Regions from separate parts of the Mus musculus genome. Here region 2 is linked to region 1. A link is a contact called in public ChIA-PET data. All regions are on one chromosome and are shown on one strand. Each heading gives the region's core, a stretch centred on a gene start, on an enhancer-like site or on the middle of the called end of the contact. The rest is flanking DNA. Distances are from core to core; before and after follow the strand shown. Region 1 holds the start of Slc17a9 (solute carrier family 17, member 9). Region 2 holds the start of Arfgap1 (ADP-ribosylation factor GTPase activating protein 1).

Region 1 (7,675 bases), core at 2,649-5,148:
TAAACCTCTAGCTCGCTGGAGCACTCATGTGTATATGTAATTGTAATTCTTCATTGGGGGTATTTGTATCCCTGCCACATATCATCTGAGTACAGGTCGGGTAGCTTCTGGGTGCCTGCTGTGAATTTGTTAGTAAAAGTTCTTATGTTTTTCCCAGAATGGTTGTCTGAAAGCTCTTTTCCCGCTCCTTCCCTAAAGAGGTACCACAAAAGAGAATTACTGACCAGCTTCTCAGTGTATTAGAGCTGGAAGAGTGGGAAGGTGTAACTGCGTGTTGTTGACTTTGCTCTGTTTCCACGCCAGCAGTGCCACAGCATAGAGCCAGTCCACACCAGCTGGCAGCTGCAGCCGTCCTGGGCCCCAGGATGTGATGACTGTGGGGACCCTGCGCAGTATGCGGCAGCTCCCACACTGGACGTCTCCATTGCCATTTTCTCAGGTCTGAAGGAAATACAGTGAGACGAAGCCTCCCAGGAAGCCAAGCAGCACACTCTGGGAGTGTCGCGCACTGTGTGGTGGGTCGTGATTGCACGTAGGTAGGGCCTTGTCATCCCTGAGCCTTGTGGCAGTGCCATGACATGGCATTCTTCACCATCACTCACTCTTCCCTCACACTTCCAGTGGGTAATGCTAAACGTCCAGTGGTAGAGACCTCTGCTGTGCTCGAGTGTGAGCTCTTGCATGTTGAGTCTGAGAGGCTTGAGGTACCATCTGCCTATCATAAATGGGTTCCCTCAATTTTGGAATGCCATCCGACTTGAGACTTTTATATTTACATGAAAGAAAAAAAAATGTGATTGCCCCATGTTACTTCCCATTGCAGACTCTAACACACGTCTATGCACTGGGTAATGTGCCCTGAGATAGTCTGTTCCAGAAGCCAAGAATGGCTATAGTGGTATTAAGGCCTGGACAGTAAACCCATTGATGGGGTTACATATGAATCTGGTGGACTGGTGGGGCAGGAATGTGTGGTGTCATGGCAGGTATGACTATAGTAGTCTGCTCTGTCTGCAGCTCATTCATGCCCCCTACATCTATGTCAGATTACTGTCCAGTATAACACTAACAGAAGAAAACTGCAGAACTGCTTGTACCCAACGGTAACCATGAGATGTGACTACTGGGTGCTTCCTGTCTGTGACTTTTGTTTTTCAAGATTTTTTTATATTTACCCGTATGCGTGTTCTGCCTGAATGTATATCCATGTTTCCTATGTGTGTCTGGCGCCCACAAAGGTCAAGAGGGGGCATCAGATCCCTTGGAACTTGAATTATCGAGAAATCAAACGCCTCTGTAAGAACGAGGGCTCTTTTTTTTGGGGGGGGGGGAGGTTCTCTGTGTAGCCCTGGCTATCCTGGAACTCACTTTGTAGACCAGGCTGGCCTTGAACTCAGAAATCCACCTGCCTCTGCCTCCCTAGTGCTGGGATTAAAGGTGTGCGCCACCACGCCTGGCAAGAACGCCTGGCAAGAACGAGGGCTCTTAATCAGCTCCTCACATGTGACTTTTCAAGGAAGTACCTTCTTACAGGTCCTGATAAACGTTCTCTTGCCTGGCCTTTCTGAAAGTCTGGTGGAGACTCTGGATTGGGAGATTTTTGGAAGGTGGCTACTACAGTGTAGTTGCTTTTCCTTCATGTGACTGATCATCTCTTGAATCTACTCTGCCATGCATGACTGCCAGACCTCAGAGGTGGGACCTGCAGTGCCTGGAAGTCAGTCTCTAAATGGCTCTGACTTCCCCCTTCCTATAAACACATCTCACCCATGTGCATGCATACACAGGAATTATCCTTCTTGTAGGTCAGATGCCTGACAACCCCTCCAGCATGGTTCTCAAAAGTAAAACAGGCTATCCTGTCACCCAGAACTCTGGTATAGCAAGTGAGGGATACTGCTGGCTGAGGGTGACAGTGTTTCTCAGCATTTGGGGTGTTTACAAGGTTCAGCTGATGGTACCAGCATCCAAAAAAAAGAATGAACTGTTCCAGAGCCCCAGGGATTGTTTTGTGAATAAAACTGGCCATACAGGAGCATCTTCGGTCATCGTGAGGTCCACTCTATGGCTTCCTGTGGACTCAGACATGGCTACTTGAACTTTTTCTCTACAGTGTACACATTTGGCTTAGAAGGTGGATGCAAATGATGTTCAGTACAGAAATCTCTCTTCTTTTCAGGCAGGGTCTTACTGTGTAGCCCAGTCTGGCCCTAACTGCTACAGACATCCAACACTACAATCTGGGCTCCTCAAGTCTCACTTCTCACAGTTGCTCGTCAGTAACAGTGGAGTAAAATCTAGTTATTCAGTTTGAGCAGTCAAGATGACTATAAGCAAGTGAGTCAGTCAGCACAAGAAAGTGGCCCCCCTGCCAGACGTTGACTCTGTAATGTTTCCATATCAAATTTCCCATCTTGAAGTGCAAGGATGGTTTTGTCAGTTGGGTGTGGGGCAGCTCACAAGTATCAACTAGAAGCCTAGAGAATGTCTACCCCAGCTACTGCCAACAGCTTGTGATGGTCACCTCCCAACCATATGTGATCCTCTTTCAGGCAACTGTGGCTGTGCCCATCCCTTCTGCTTTAGTGACTGGGAGCCTGGGGAGGAATGCCCCCCCCAAACCCCTGACCTCAGCCTTCTCAACTCTGGCAGTGTAGCACCTCTCCACCTGCTGTGAGTCTCTGGCCTGAGATGTATACCCAACACCTTGTGTGGTATGCTCCTGCTGACCTCAAGTGTCTTGCAGGTTCCTCCACCCAGCCTACTTAAGGTCACATCCCTTCTCTACGTTTGTCCACCTGCTCCCAGAAACGCTGAAGGTTTCCTGCTGTGTGATTCTGGATCTTTCCTAGTTTCTGAAGAGCTGCACATTATAGTGATTGTCAGTACCATATACTTAAGGGCAGTCCCTGGGTCACTAGGGAAGCAAGCCTTTCTCTGCCGTCATCTTTGTGTCCTACAGGATAGCTGATGTGGATGGAAGACTGACCTGGCTTTTAGGTCCAGATTGTTTTTTTTCCAGAACTGGGGATTGAGTTCAGAACCTTGCACACGTTGAACACACGCTTAACAACTGAGCTATACCCTAGCTTCAGGTTCTAATATTTTAGTACAAGTGTGTATGACCATAAATAAAGACCTGTTGTCTGCTGGGCAGTTGAAGGCTCAGAGGGCATTCTCTGGAGGGTGGAAACTGTTGAGATTCTAAGTGCAGTGTGAAGCCTTTAGTGGGTGTGTCCCAGTTGGCCTGCAGCTGTGTGGGGGAGGCATTTGTTTAGAATAATTGGGAATACAGGAGGAATGAGGCAGGCAGTACCTCAAGGAGCCTCAGAAGCCTTCCATGAAGTGTGGCTGAGATCCAACTAGAGCCTAGTCTGTGGTCAGTGCTCAGAACACTTTTGCCCAGGATTTCAACATCAGTGACCACCTTCGCTGCCCTTTGCACCTGTGTTACAGTTCTCTTACCAACCCAGTTCTCCAAGAGATCCATTTTAAAAAATTGACTGCCTTAAAGTTATCTTTACATATTTACTAGACTAGAACACAACCCTGTGAGCACTCTGTCACTCCCCTCCACCCACCCACGGAGCGGGGGAGGGGGTAGAACCAACGGAGACTCATACACACTGCTCACCTGCTCACTTTCCTGACAAGAAAGTTATTTCTGGCGGGTCTCGGGCCACAAAACCCCCAGGGATTTCTCTTCCCCAGCAGGAAGTCCCAGTGGTAAGCCTCTAGTTGCTCGAAGGTCCCTGGCCCTGCCTCCCGGGACATCAGTGGGGCGGGGACTCAATTCCGGGGGCAACACGTCCTGGGAGAGTTAGACGGAAGCACTGGGACTGACACGTGGACTTGGGCGGTGCTGCCCTGTGGGTTGTCCTAGGTCTGAGGTGGGAGGGCACGGTACACAGCGGTGCCCATGCCATCCCAGCGCTCTAGCCTGATGCAGCCAATCCCAGAGGAGACCCGCAAGACCCCTTCTGCGGCAGCAGAGGATACACGGTGGTCCAGGTGAATTGGGGTGTGGCTGAAGTCGGGGCAAGGAGGACTTTTACGTTTAGAAAGGGAGCTGAGGTGCTACTTCATAGGACCTGAGTTCAGGGAACACCAGACTCTAGCGGCTGTCTACCAGCCATTCTGCAGCCTGCCACCTTCACTCTCCCTGGGACTCCCATGCCCCTCGCTGAGCAGCCCTAGCCCCCAAGTAGAGGGAGGACCCAGTAAAGAGACACCCCACTCCCATCTCCAATCAAATGCCAAAATCAGGCAAATGGCTCCATTGCCCTTTTCCCTGACAGTAATTCTGTGGTCTGGGAGGCAGGGTAGTGTCTGTAAGGCTTGGTGGGAGCACTGGGCTGGACAGATGCTCACAGCATAGGGATCTATGCAGCAGCTCTTAAGTCATAGAGGCAGGTCCTGACTTCACGAGTCTTCTAAACTAGGGAGGAAAACAGCCGTTACCCATCTTCATTCATATTCCGTTCCCGCTGTTTCCAGCACTCTCCAGGCAAACATCCCCACAGAAACCAGGGGCAAAGGTGGCATCTGGCTATGGGACCACTGTGAGGGTTCAAATGGGGGCCTAAAAGAGCTCACACCCTGCTCTGGTTCCTGCAGTCCTCACGTGGAGGTGCTAGACTCAGGATCAAGCCTTGGTACCTCCCAGTCACCTGGGGCAAGAGCCCTGGATCTACTGGCAGGAAGTGTAAAGAGGACCTTAAGATAGTACCATCACTGAACCTAGACCAGATGAGGGCACAGCAGGTCACAGGGAGGCACAGAACCAGATCATAGCGCCCCCCCCCCCGCCACCCTCCCCCACCGCCAGTGACAGTTACAGTAGTGTCAGACTCTGCTAGAGGAGGCACACTATGTGCCTGCCCTCACTAGCTCTCCTTCCCTCTCTGGCTTAACACCTCCCTCCCTACCCCATGTTTATCCCAAGGCCTATGCTTCACCTGGCCCCTGGAGGCACCACCCAGGGCTTTCTTAGAACTATGAAATGTTCTGCCAATTTTGCTGTAGGTTACAATTTAATGGCTCTGCCTGTCCCCCCCTCCCCAACCTGTCACCCCACCCTCACTCCCATCTTTACACTTTCTCCTGTGTAGTGCCTCCAGTTGCCTTTGTCAGAAATGGTAGCTGAGAATTCTGGGGAATTTTGCAGGGTCAAGGCCATTCTCAACCCATACTGGAGTAATAGTAACAGCAATAAGTGTTACTAGAAACAGGACCCTGAGTTCAGGGAACACCAGACTTTAGGGGCCCACCACTCACCACCACGTGTTGGGGAGGCAGTGTTCTCCTCAACAAATCTCAGAATGTGGGGTGGTTGGTGGAGGCTGAGTTAAGTAGCCAGCACATTTCCCTTCTGAACGAAGGGCCACGTGATCACCTATTTGCTCAGCCCCGGATACTCTGCGCAGCCATCTAACAGGAAGCCAGAGCTGCACAAGTCTGTGAGGAAGTGTGATTGCTGAGACCTCCAGCCTGAGCTCTGGCTCTGGGTGGGCAAGTGGGGCTACTCAGGCAGTCCTGGTCCAAGCTCCTGATACTAAAGACTGGGGTTCTAACCAGGCAGGCAGGCCCACAGGGCCCCTTCAGGAGGATGGTCATGTCCTGTGTCACCAGCAAGTACTGAGGATGCACATTCATCAGCCTGGCTGGTACCACCCACCCAGCTGAGGGACAAGTCCCATTTCTTGCCTCCAGGGTGCTGGGATGAAGCAAAAGGACATGGAGGTGCCTGTTAGCATATCAAAGAAGACACTGGTCACCACACTGTGTCTGAGTACCTATAGCTTACTGAGTCCTGGCTCTTCTTCTCACCACCTCTCTTACTCCAGAACCCTCCAGTCCCCCAGCTTTGCTTCCCCTCCCCCAACCAGCTTCTCTTTCCTTTAAATCCTCTCATGCGTTCTCTTGGTTCTTCTCCTTCTCCAGGTCCCTTCTCTTTCTTGTCTCCTCTCTCTTTCCTTCTCCTTGCAGACTCCTCTCAAGGCCCATTCTATTCTGCCAGCCATGTTGTCTGGACTCTTCCAGATAACTCTACCTGTACTCTCACATAACTACAATAAAGCCCGTTTCCTCAACTATACCTAGGAGTTGACATGGCCTCATTTTCACTCAGATAGCACCTGGCCAAGCCCCTTCCTCCTCCTTCAGTCAGGGCATTGGTTACCTAGATTTTTCCTGACTTCCCATGGCTACCAAGAAGCTAGAGACAACTCTCATCTGGAGGGTGTGGGTCTAGCTGGCTTCCTGTTTCTAACTGCTCTTCTCCAGTTAACTGGGCTGAGCAATCAGAGGTGCATCTACGGAAGAGTTGCCTGCTGGGTGGGTCCAAGGGTGGGTCCCTCTCGTGGCTCTCTACTGCTTTAGTCACATAAAGGAATGAAAGGTTCCTTATTACCTTTGGATTGTGTGGCTTTTAGTGGGCCTGCTGTGACCCTTGTAGGCGAAACAAACAAAAACATGGCAGCTGTACTGTCCTCACCGAGGGGTGGGCTCTGCAGGTGGGGGAGGGGCAGCACTTCAGGGCAATCAGGATATCCTTGAGGAAAGCTTGACAGCCACCCTGTGTTCCCAGTAATCCAATGGCAAGGTTGGCTCAGGACAATACCCTGACAAGAAATTAAGGCAGAATGGGAGAGGGCAGCTTGCTGCCCTCCCCAGTGCCTGGGGTCCCCAGATAGGTGTCAGAGGGCTCGGCCCTTCTTAGACCCACTCAAGAGAGTCCCTCCTGGGGTTCAGAAGTTCCTTGCCACACAGTGGAACCAGGTTGGCCATTACCAGAGCAGACCTCAGAGCTTTCCCACCTCCCTTGACCTGACTGGAAGGTGCTTGGCACCATAATCTGGAGACTGCTGCTGGCCCTCAGGACCCCACACATCTTTTGGGTAAGGGGAGGGTAATGCCCCCTCCCCAGGAGCCCACCTCACTTGTCTCACCATTACCCTCCTCCATTCTGACCACTGCCCATCAAGGTCCGTGCCTCTTTATTCCTGTGCTAGACCCAGGTACCCTGACTGCCCTGAAGAGCTGCCCCACCTGCAGATTCCACCCCTAGGTGAGGACAGTTCAGCCGCCTTGTTTTACCAGACTGGGAGGTACAAGAATCACAGCCGGTGTACAGGAGCAGCGCTAACTCACCCACTAAACGCCACACACTCCAAAGGTATCTGCAATAAGGAGCTTTTATTCCTTTATGTGACTAAAGCAGCAGAGAGCCACTGTGTCCAAGAGGGACCCACCCTGCATGCCACTCTTCCCTAGGTGCACCTGTGATTGCTCAGCCCTGTTAGCCGTCTGGAGAAGAGAAGTTAAAAACAGGAAGCCAATTTGAGCTCCCGGTTCGTGACTCAAAGTCTCTTCTGTGCCACCATGCTTTGAATTAGCTGTTCTTTCTGCCTCCTGGCCCTCACCTTTGACCCTGCTCCCATTTATTTGCCTGTGACTCTGTCCAGCTCTGTGGGATTCTGGACCCAGCCCAGCTACAGCCTTGGGTCCCCCAAGCCTTATACCCCAGCTAGCTATCTACTAGTTTGCCTCTTTCTTGCTCAGTCTGTGCCTGTGTAGAGGGGGAGGCCAGTATCACCTGTCCCCTCCCAGAGAGGACATCCTCCCTCAGACCTCCCCTCCTCCTCCTGGCTGAGACTTATATTGAACACTCGCC
Region 2 (7,675 bases), core at 2,089-4,588, 240 kb after region 1:
AGGCCAAGCAGGCTGTTTACTACGGCCTCTTGTTACCAGGAACTTTTTTTATCACTGTTTACTCCAATTATCACACAAGGCAAGAGCTTTCCTTCCAGGTCTGGAATCCAGGTTACTTGCACACAGTCAGTCCTCCTTGCATCAGCTCTTTGCATCCAACCCTGGGTGGCCTGCCAGAACTATCTAGCTCTTCCACGGCGATATTTTCCTTCACAGACTTTCAGGAGACTGGAAGATGGGGCTGTTTCTGATGAATCCCCAAGTAGGCTGGCCTGCCCCCTGGAGGCCAGTCAGGGAAGCACCCTGACTGAACGCTGGTGATTAACATCTAAGGTCAAGGAGCTCAATGCTCTGTGGAGAATGTTCTCAGGGTGAGCTTAAACTCAAGGGCTTTCACATCTGAGCTGGTCGATTCAAGCGCTGGTGCTTCCTGGAGCAGTGTGTTAGGGTTACTACTGCTGTGATCAGGAACGTGGAGGCAGGAGCTGATGCAGAGGCTATGGAGGATGCTGCTGACTAGCCTACACCCAGTAGCTTGCTCAGCCTGCTTCTTATAGAACCTAGGACCACCACTTACAATCTCAGCCCTTCCGTATCAGTCACTGATTAACACACTACATGCTTGCTTAATTTACAGCCTGATCTTTCTAGAGCAGCGGTTCTCAGTCCGTGGATTGAGACTCCTTTGGGGTTGCATATCAAATGTTTACATTATGATTCTTCTAAAAAAATGATTCTTTTAAAAAAAGATTTATTTATTTATGTATTTATTTATTATTAAATAAATACACTGTCCACTGTAGCTATCTTCAAACACACCAAAAGAGGGCACCCAATCTCATTACAGATGGTTGTGAGCCACCATGTGGTTGCTGGGAATTGAACTCAGGACCTCTGGAGGAGCAGTCCATGCTTTTAACTGCTGAGCCATCTTGCCAGCACTACATTACAATTTTTAACAGTAGCAAAATTAGTTATGAAGTAGCAAAAAAGTAATTTCATGGTTGGGGGGGTCACCACAACATGAGGAACTGTATTAAAGGGTCACAGCATTAGGAAGGTCTCAACCACTGCTCCAGAGGCATTTTTACAATTGAGGTTCCCCCACCCCCCTTTTTTTTTTTCGAGACAGGGTTTCTCTGTATAGCCCTGGCTGTCCTGGAACTCACTTTGTAGACCAGGCTGGCTTTGAAATCTGCCTCCTTCTGCCTCCCAAGTGCTGGGATTAAAGGCGTGTGCCATCACTGCCCAGCTGAGATGTCTTAATCAAGGTGAGTAAAGGCTGAGAACCACAAACTACGCTGGCCAAGATGCTTCCAGATGAGCTATAGGTCCGGTCTGCTTGCTCTTACCTGCCAAGCAGCGTTTCAGCCAGCTTGACCTGAAGGCTATGGGTGGGAGAGAAGCCCAGATCTGCACTTCTGTCTGCCACAGAACCCTGAAATGTTAGTCCCACGCCCTAGGTTGTGTCTTGGGTAGCTGTGCAATGTATACATAGATAGCATGGCCTGTTTTACACAATGGTCCTGAAGAAGCATCTGCCCTCAGCACAAGCCATAACTATTATCTCTATATAGATGAAGTGTGGTGAACCAGAGTCCTATGAGCCTGGTAATGAGATATTAGACTTACAGCGCCCACACACCACACACATGTAATACTGACCTACACACCAAGTGCATATACACGCAGGCATGCATTTACATATGTATGAACAAGTACATACATACCTTCACAAGCTCACATGTACAAAATGTACTTCAACACACCTAGCTTGTGTAGGTCTAGCTGTTTCCTCCCTGCTACCTTCCCTGGGAGCCAAGGAACCGTTTGGACCATGCTGGGCCACATCGAGGGTCTGAGCTCAAGGCCTTGACTACTTTTCTGTTATTTATGTTGTAGTGTCATCTGAGCATGACATGATCATCACCACTGAGAGGCACAGTCACCATGGCTGCCCTCAGCCAGAAAAAAAAAAAAATAAGCAAAGCAGCCCAACAATGGCTAGATGTGTGGTAGTGGTGGTGAGGCCATTAACACATCCTCATGATAAAAGTAGAATCACAGAACCCTTACCGGAGGTTCCAGCCACCATTTTCTTATGCCCTGGGCTTCACATGGTTATGTGTATGTGTTTAAGTTTATAGGAGGTGGAAGGTTGAGCCATTATATCTGGCTTAGATTTTGTTCTTTTGTTTGTAAAGGTAGGATTTCTTTGTATAGCCCAGGTTGGCCTGGCACTCACTCTGTAGACCAGGCTGGCCTGGAAGTCAGAGACCTGTCTGCCTCCCCAGTGCTGCAATTAAGGAATTTGCCACTTATGTTCTTAGTAAGCTTCCTGTCCCCTGCATTTGGCCACTACGTTAGCCTGCAGAGGGCAGGTATGAGTTCTGGAACATCCTGGTATACATAAGAGCCTTTCTCACAAAAACAGAAATGCCATGTTATGAAGCTAGGTGGGGTGTCTATAATTCCAGAACTCAGGAGGCTGAATCGAGTTCCAGGCTAAATTAGGCTATGATGTGAAAGTCTATCTCAAATAACAATATCAGGCTGTGGTTAAGTGACTTAAGGCTACGTTTTTTGTTTCTCTCTTTACACAAAGCTCTAAACCTGTGAAAGAAACTCCAACAGTGGATGGAGAAAGGGATCCACTGTCCCTTGAGGTCCCAACTGTATGGATCTGAATTTGATAAAATGCCTCACGGTAAGTTTCGATGCAGGTACGTTTGATTTGACCTCAATAAAACATTGACTTTTGGCCAATTTGAAAGTCAAACGAGCCGGGCGGCGATGGCTCACATCTTTTGATCCACTCGGGGGGGCAGAAGCAGGCGGATCTTAGAGTTGGAAGCCAGCTAGCTCCAGGGCAGCCAGGGCTACACAGAGAAACCCAGTCTCTTAAAAAATAAATAAACAAACAAGTAAATAAAAATAAAAAGCCCAAGCAAAACCGTCAAAAGGCCAATGAGGAAGGAATTAGTGACACAGGGCGGCCCAAAGTGAACACAAAACTAAAACCCGCCGGCTACTAAATACATTGATTTGACCAGAACTGCTTGCCCAAGTCTATTTTAAACCACGGGTCGGAGTTCGAGTTGACAGAAGCCACGGGAAGTCCCTTGTTCCCGGGCTTGGTCGAGACCGTGGACGCCCTAGAATCCCGCTGGAGATAGCGCAGCCCGGATCCATCTGCGCTGCCCTGCCGCACTGCCCACGCAGAGGCAACCCTGCAAACCTGGCGCTCAGCCGAAGGTTTAGACAGACCGGAAAAGAAGCCTCGCCTCGGGCTCGCGCACAGAGGCGGAAGTACCGCCTCGGAGGCCTCCCATGAGCCCTTGCAAAGCGCGACGTAGCCGGAAGCTGCTGGCGGCTGGTGGGGGGATCTGAGCGCCTAGTCCAGCTTGGCACCTCGGCCGGACCCGACCTCCTGGGGGCAGCAGGTGAGTTTGCGGCCAGGACACCGGGCATCCGCGGACCCTCAGTTCCTTGCCCTTCCGGCTCTCAGATCACCCAGTTCCTGGCCCTGTAATCCTCGATTCTGCAGCCCTAGGCCCCTGGTCCCCCAATACCGTGACTGTCCGACGCCCCCGGTCTTCAGCCCTGACTTACTCCCCGGTGCCTCCCGCGTACCTCCCATTTCCCAGCTTCCTGGCCCCGGGTTCTCCAGTCCTTCGACCCGTGACGTTTTTGTTCCTCGGACCCCAAACTCCAGGATCCCAGTGTGCGGCCGTCCAGACCCCCCCTCCCCTGCCTCCCGGCCTGTGAGCTTTACCGCCCTTCAGCCTAGCGGTTGCAGGGACCTACGTGGCCCCTCAGCGCTCTGGTCCCGAGCAGTCTTGGACGCAGACTGGTTCTGCACTGCCCACTTTGTCGGGAAAGGGCCTCAGCCCTTCACTTCGAAAGAAGATTCTGTCCAGAGGTGCCGGTAAGCCAGGTTTTCTAACCTCAGTTTGTTTGATTTTTCCCTTCTTGGTCTCTGAAGTGAGTCCTCTGCGGAAGGAGGAAAAACAAAACATCTCAACAACAGACCCCCACAGGATCAAGCTTCTAAACTTTTTCTCAATTGTACCTGGCAATAGAATATACTGTATTTGCACTCTTAAGGCACCCACAAGTCAGAAGTAATATACACTGTTCCATAGCTGTGCAATGTTTAGAGCATTGAAGCCCTAACTATAGTTCTGGACGAGGTGATGATCTGATATCGTCTGTTCTTCAGAGTGAAGAAGCATAACTTAGACATGGGTTCTTTGTGTTCTCTGAACGGTTTTTGGTCACCCATACTGTGTAGCCTTAGGGCCAAGCTATGTCCCTAGATGTCCCCTTTGACCTCAGATGTACATCACGTCCCATTTAAGAAGCAAATGTTCTCTAGTGTGACATGTAGCTCACTAAAGTTTGAAATCCTTATTTGCTTCATTATCTACTAGGTATGTCTGCCTGAAGGAAGAGTATTTTGTTGTTTTTTTTTTCATTTCAGCTATTAAGAATTCTTAAGGGTGGGTGATATGGATACCAGGTAGGGGTGCTTGCCACAAAGCCTGACTACCTGAGTTTGATCCTGGTACTCACTTGGAGGAAGGAGATACTCAGCTCCCACCTTCTAGGCTTCTAGGCATGCACTTGTGAGCCCACCCAAGAAAGAAATCTTAAAAAAAAAAAAAAAAGGATTCTTGAGGCCTTCTTTAGGCTGGTTAAACTGAGAGATACTTATTTTCATGTTATTAAGCAACATTTAAGATGATTAATTTGAGCAGGGAAGTAAGTGGTGGAGCATGCCTTTGTTCCCCGCACTTGGGAGGCAGAGGCAGGCAGATTTCTGAGTTCGAGGCTAGCCTGGTCTACAGAGTGAGTTCCAGGACAGCCAGGGCTACACAGAAAAACCCTGTCTTGAAAAAACAAAAAACCCCAGACCAAACCCTAACTTCTCTCCAATATCCAAAGTTTACCACACAGGAAGAGTTTCTTAAATCCAAACCAAGTCAGGCATGGTGGCACCACCTTTGATCCCAGCACTTGGGAGGCAGAGGCAGGCAGATCTCTGTGAGTTTTGGGCCAGCCTGGTCTGCACAGTGAGCTATGTGTAGAGACCCTGTCTCAGGCCCGTAGCTGAGAATGTCCTTCTGCTTGGTTTTACTCAGAGATCCAGAGTTGCCTTAGGAGATGCTGGCTTCTTGCCTGTGTTTGCCTCCATTTGTGGTTGTAAGCCTCTGAGGGCAGCCACAGAGCTTTGGACACTGGGATCCAGTACAGAAACGTGCTGTGGTCTTGGTGACGTTCACGTAGCAGCTAGAAAAGAATGCAGAGAGCTTTGGAACTCAGCTCTAGCTGTGTCTCCCCAAATGCTCTTGAGCTGTCTGGGGCAGTTGTGTGCGTGAGTGAATGCCTGGGCTTCTAACTTATGCCTGAGTGAGTCATGCCAGTAACGGAGTCCTACATGCAAAAATCTGCATTTGTGTGCTCACAGTCGTAGGATGCCATTCTAACATGTGATTAATGCAGTAAAAGGAAGGTAGAATGAGCTGGGTGTGGTGCTGCATGCCTTTTCCTTTAATCCGAGCACTCAGGAGGCGAGGCCAGCCTGGTCTACAAAGTGAGTTCCAGGACTGCCAGGGCTATACAGAGAAACCCTGTCTGGGGGAAAAAAAAAAAAAAAAAAAGGAAGGTGGAATGTACTAGGATTTTGTTTCAGACAGCTACAGTAAACAACTATTTCCTAACATCAGACAGACGGGGGCGTCACGCTAAAACACAGAGAGTTTAAGATGTAGGAGGGTTGGTGGGTTGAGAGTCAAGATCTTTACTGAACACTGTGTTTCTGCAGACTTAAATTTAAAGTTAAATACAGGATATACGGCGGAGGCGTTTTGTTTTGACTTTTATGTGAACCTCACATTAATACTCAGCCTACCTCGTGAATAGAGAATGGTCACTTTCAGTCTAACAGCGAGTAGCAAGGTAACTACCCTGAAAACCTGCAGCTTCTGGTCACACGGAGTGTTAGTCTGTTGTTTGTATGTGTGTTGCCCTGTGAATGAGAGGCAACAGCATGAATCCATTGGGATGGATGACCACACCTGACTGGGGGGCTAGAGGCCCAGGTCCTGCATCCAGACCCCTCAGTGCTGGTGTGTGCCATACCACTGGGATTAGTTTATGTCCAACCTTGTGGTTGGCACAGTTTGGGTTTATTTTCCTAGTCCTGAATTAAATGACCCACCAGTTAGTTAAAAGTCAAACATTGCTGAAACTGGCAGATACAGAGAAATGAATAGGGTTTAGGGAGACAGTTCTGTAGGTGAGAGCACTTTCTGTGTTCAAATCTTTAGTACCTACATAAAAGCCAGGCATGACTGCACGTGTGTCTATAACCTCGACTTTGGAAGATGGAGATAAGAAGATCCTGCGAGCTTGCTCCCAGCCTCAGTATCCCAAGGGAATAGGTTAGAAATCTATAGAAGACAATCTGTGTCCTCCTCTGGACTCCACACGTGTGTACACAGGCACACATGAAAAGAAGGAAGGGGGAGACATGTACAGGAAATGAGATTTTCATTTTAGCTGAGCCTCATTGCTGTCCTCACCAATGGCCCTAGGCAGGTGGTCTGCATTTATTATTATGTCCTATGTCTGCATTACTCACGTTTATCTGTCCAGATGTCCTCATAGAGGACCCATTTATAGGCTATCTTAACACCATTGCCAGGGATACTTCCTTGCCCCTTGCTGCAGTCTGAGGGCTTCCTACTTCCTACCCCGACTTGGAGAGCTGGGAGAGAGGAAGTGCAGAGTATCCTCTTCTCATCAGGGCACTGCTCTTTCGTGTGGGGGAAAAGATTGAGCAGCCAATCTTCATGGGTTTAATAAGGCTACTCCTTGTGAGTTTTACTACAAATGACAGCTTTTTATCAGTTATTCTGCTTGGTGGCACATAATGGCTAAACCTGTACTCTGTGGCGTTCCTCACTACTTGACTGCTAGTTGTGCCCTAAGGTGTCCTTCCTCATTGAGAAGAGCCTCCTTGGTAAATGGCTCCTGTACTGTGCAAGGCCACCACTGTTAGATCTTAGGAAGAAAGTATTACGTAATGTTATTGCACTGCTAGTTCATTTTCTTCCTTGCAGAGTAACTTGTCGTAAGGGCTTGTTTTCCTCCTTGCAGCACCATGGCCAGCCCAAGAACCAGGAAAGTTCTTAAGGAAGTCCGGGCACAGGATGAGAATAATGTGAGTATGACCTTTGGGCTGATGAGCGTCTTGGTGTCACATGCAGCTGTGGCTGTGTCCCTCCTTGGAGAGACTGATCATGGCACAGGGGAGCAGCTAGCAGCTAGTAGTTCCTGGTGCTCACTAGTGTGGCTTGGGGAGTGGGATTTCTGTTGCATCGCTCAGGTTGTGCTAAGGATGCTTGGTCTGCTTTCTAAATACATTTCTCATCAGAGGTTCTGTATCTTCATGCCAGTTCCTGGGCAGCTACTGCCACCTCCAGAACAGTCTGAACTCACATCCTTTGACCAACCTGAACAGCCTTATTAAGCTTATGGGTACTAGCCCTTTAGTTAGTCTGTGCACATGTGGTCCACCGCTCTTCTGCATTCTTTTGGGGCATCTCTTTTTGTCTTCGGGGTCCTAATCCTGCCCTGAGCTGCTTTGTGAGTTGTGTGTGCCACCCTA

The links. ChIA-PET counts read pairs in DNA pulled down with a chosen protein or histone mark.
Region 2: a contact with region 1 is called in an RNA polymerase II ChIA-PET map of effector CD8 T cells, with 10 read pairs. The contact joins the promoter of Arfgap1 here to the promoter of Slc17a9 in region 1. A contact is called at or near these places in 3 of 39 promoter capture datasets (the 3T3-L1 cell line, liver and maxillary cranial neural crest), 3 of 484 Hi-C or Micro-C datasets (the G1E-ER4 cell line, forebrain and uterus), 8 of 115 datasets of contacts at active chromatin or transcription factors (effector CD8 T cells, embryonic stem cells, extraembryonic endoderm stem cells and 4 more) and 2 of 9 other capture datasets (adipose tissue and liver).

What each region holds. Positions count from the first base shown.
Region 1 is chr2:180,721,441-180,729,115 of GRCm38.p6, forward strand. It overlaps Slc17a9 (solute carrier family 17, member 9), which reads left to right and starts at 3,899. Exons shown (of 13, transcript NM_183161.3): 1 at 3,899-4,011. The coding sequence starts at 3,920. It overlaps Gm30455 (a long non-coding RNA gene), which reads right to left and starts at 5,837. Exons shown (of 2, transcript XR_003953988.1): 1 at 5,278-5,837; 2 at 217-4,438. It overlaps Gid8 (GID complex subunit 8), which reads left to right. Exons shown (of 5, transcript NM_001289652.1): 5 at 1-159.
Region 2 is chr2:180,963,887-180,971,561 of GRCm38.p6, forward strand. Arfgap1 (ADP-ribosylation factor GTPase activating protein 1) reads left to right here and starts at 3,339. Exons shown (of 14, transcript NM_145760.3): 1 at 3,339-3,443; 2 at 3,716-3,928; 3 at 7,165-7,228. The coding sequence starts at 7,169.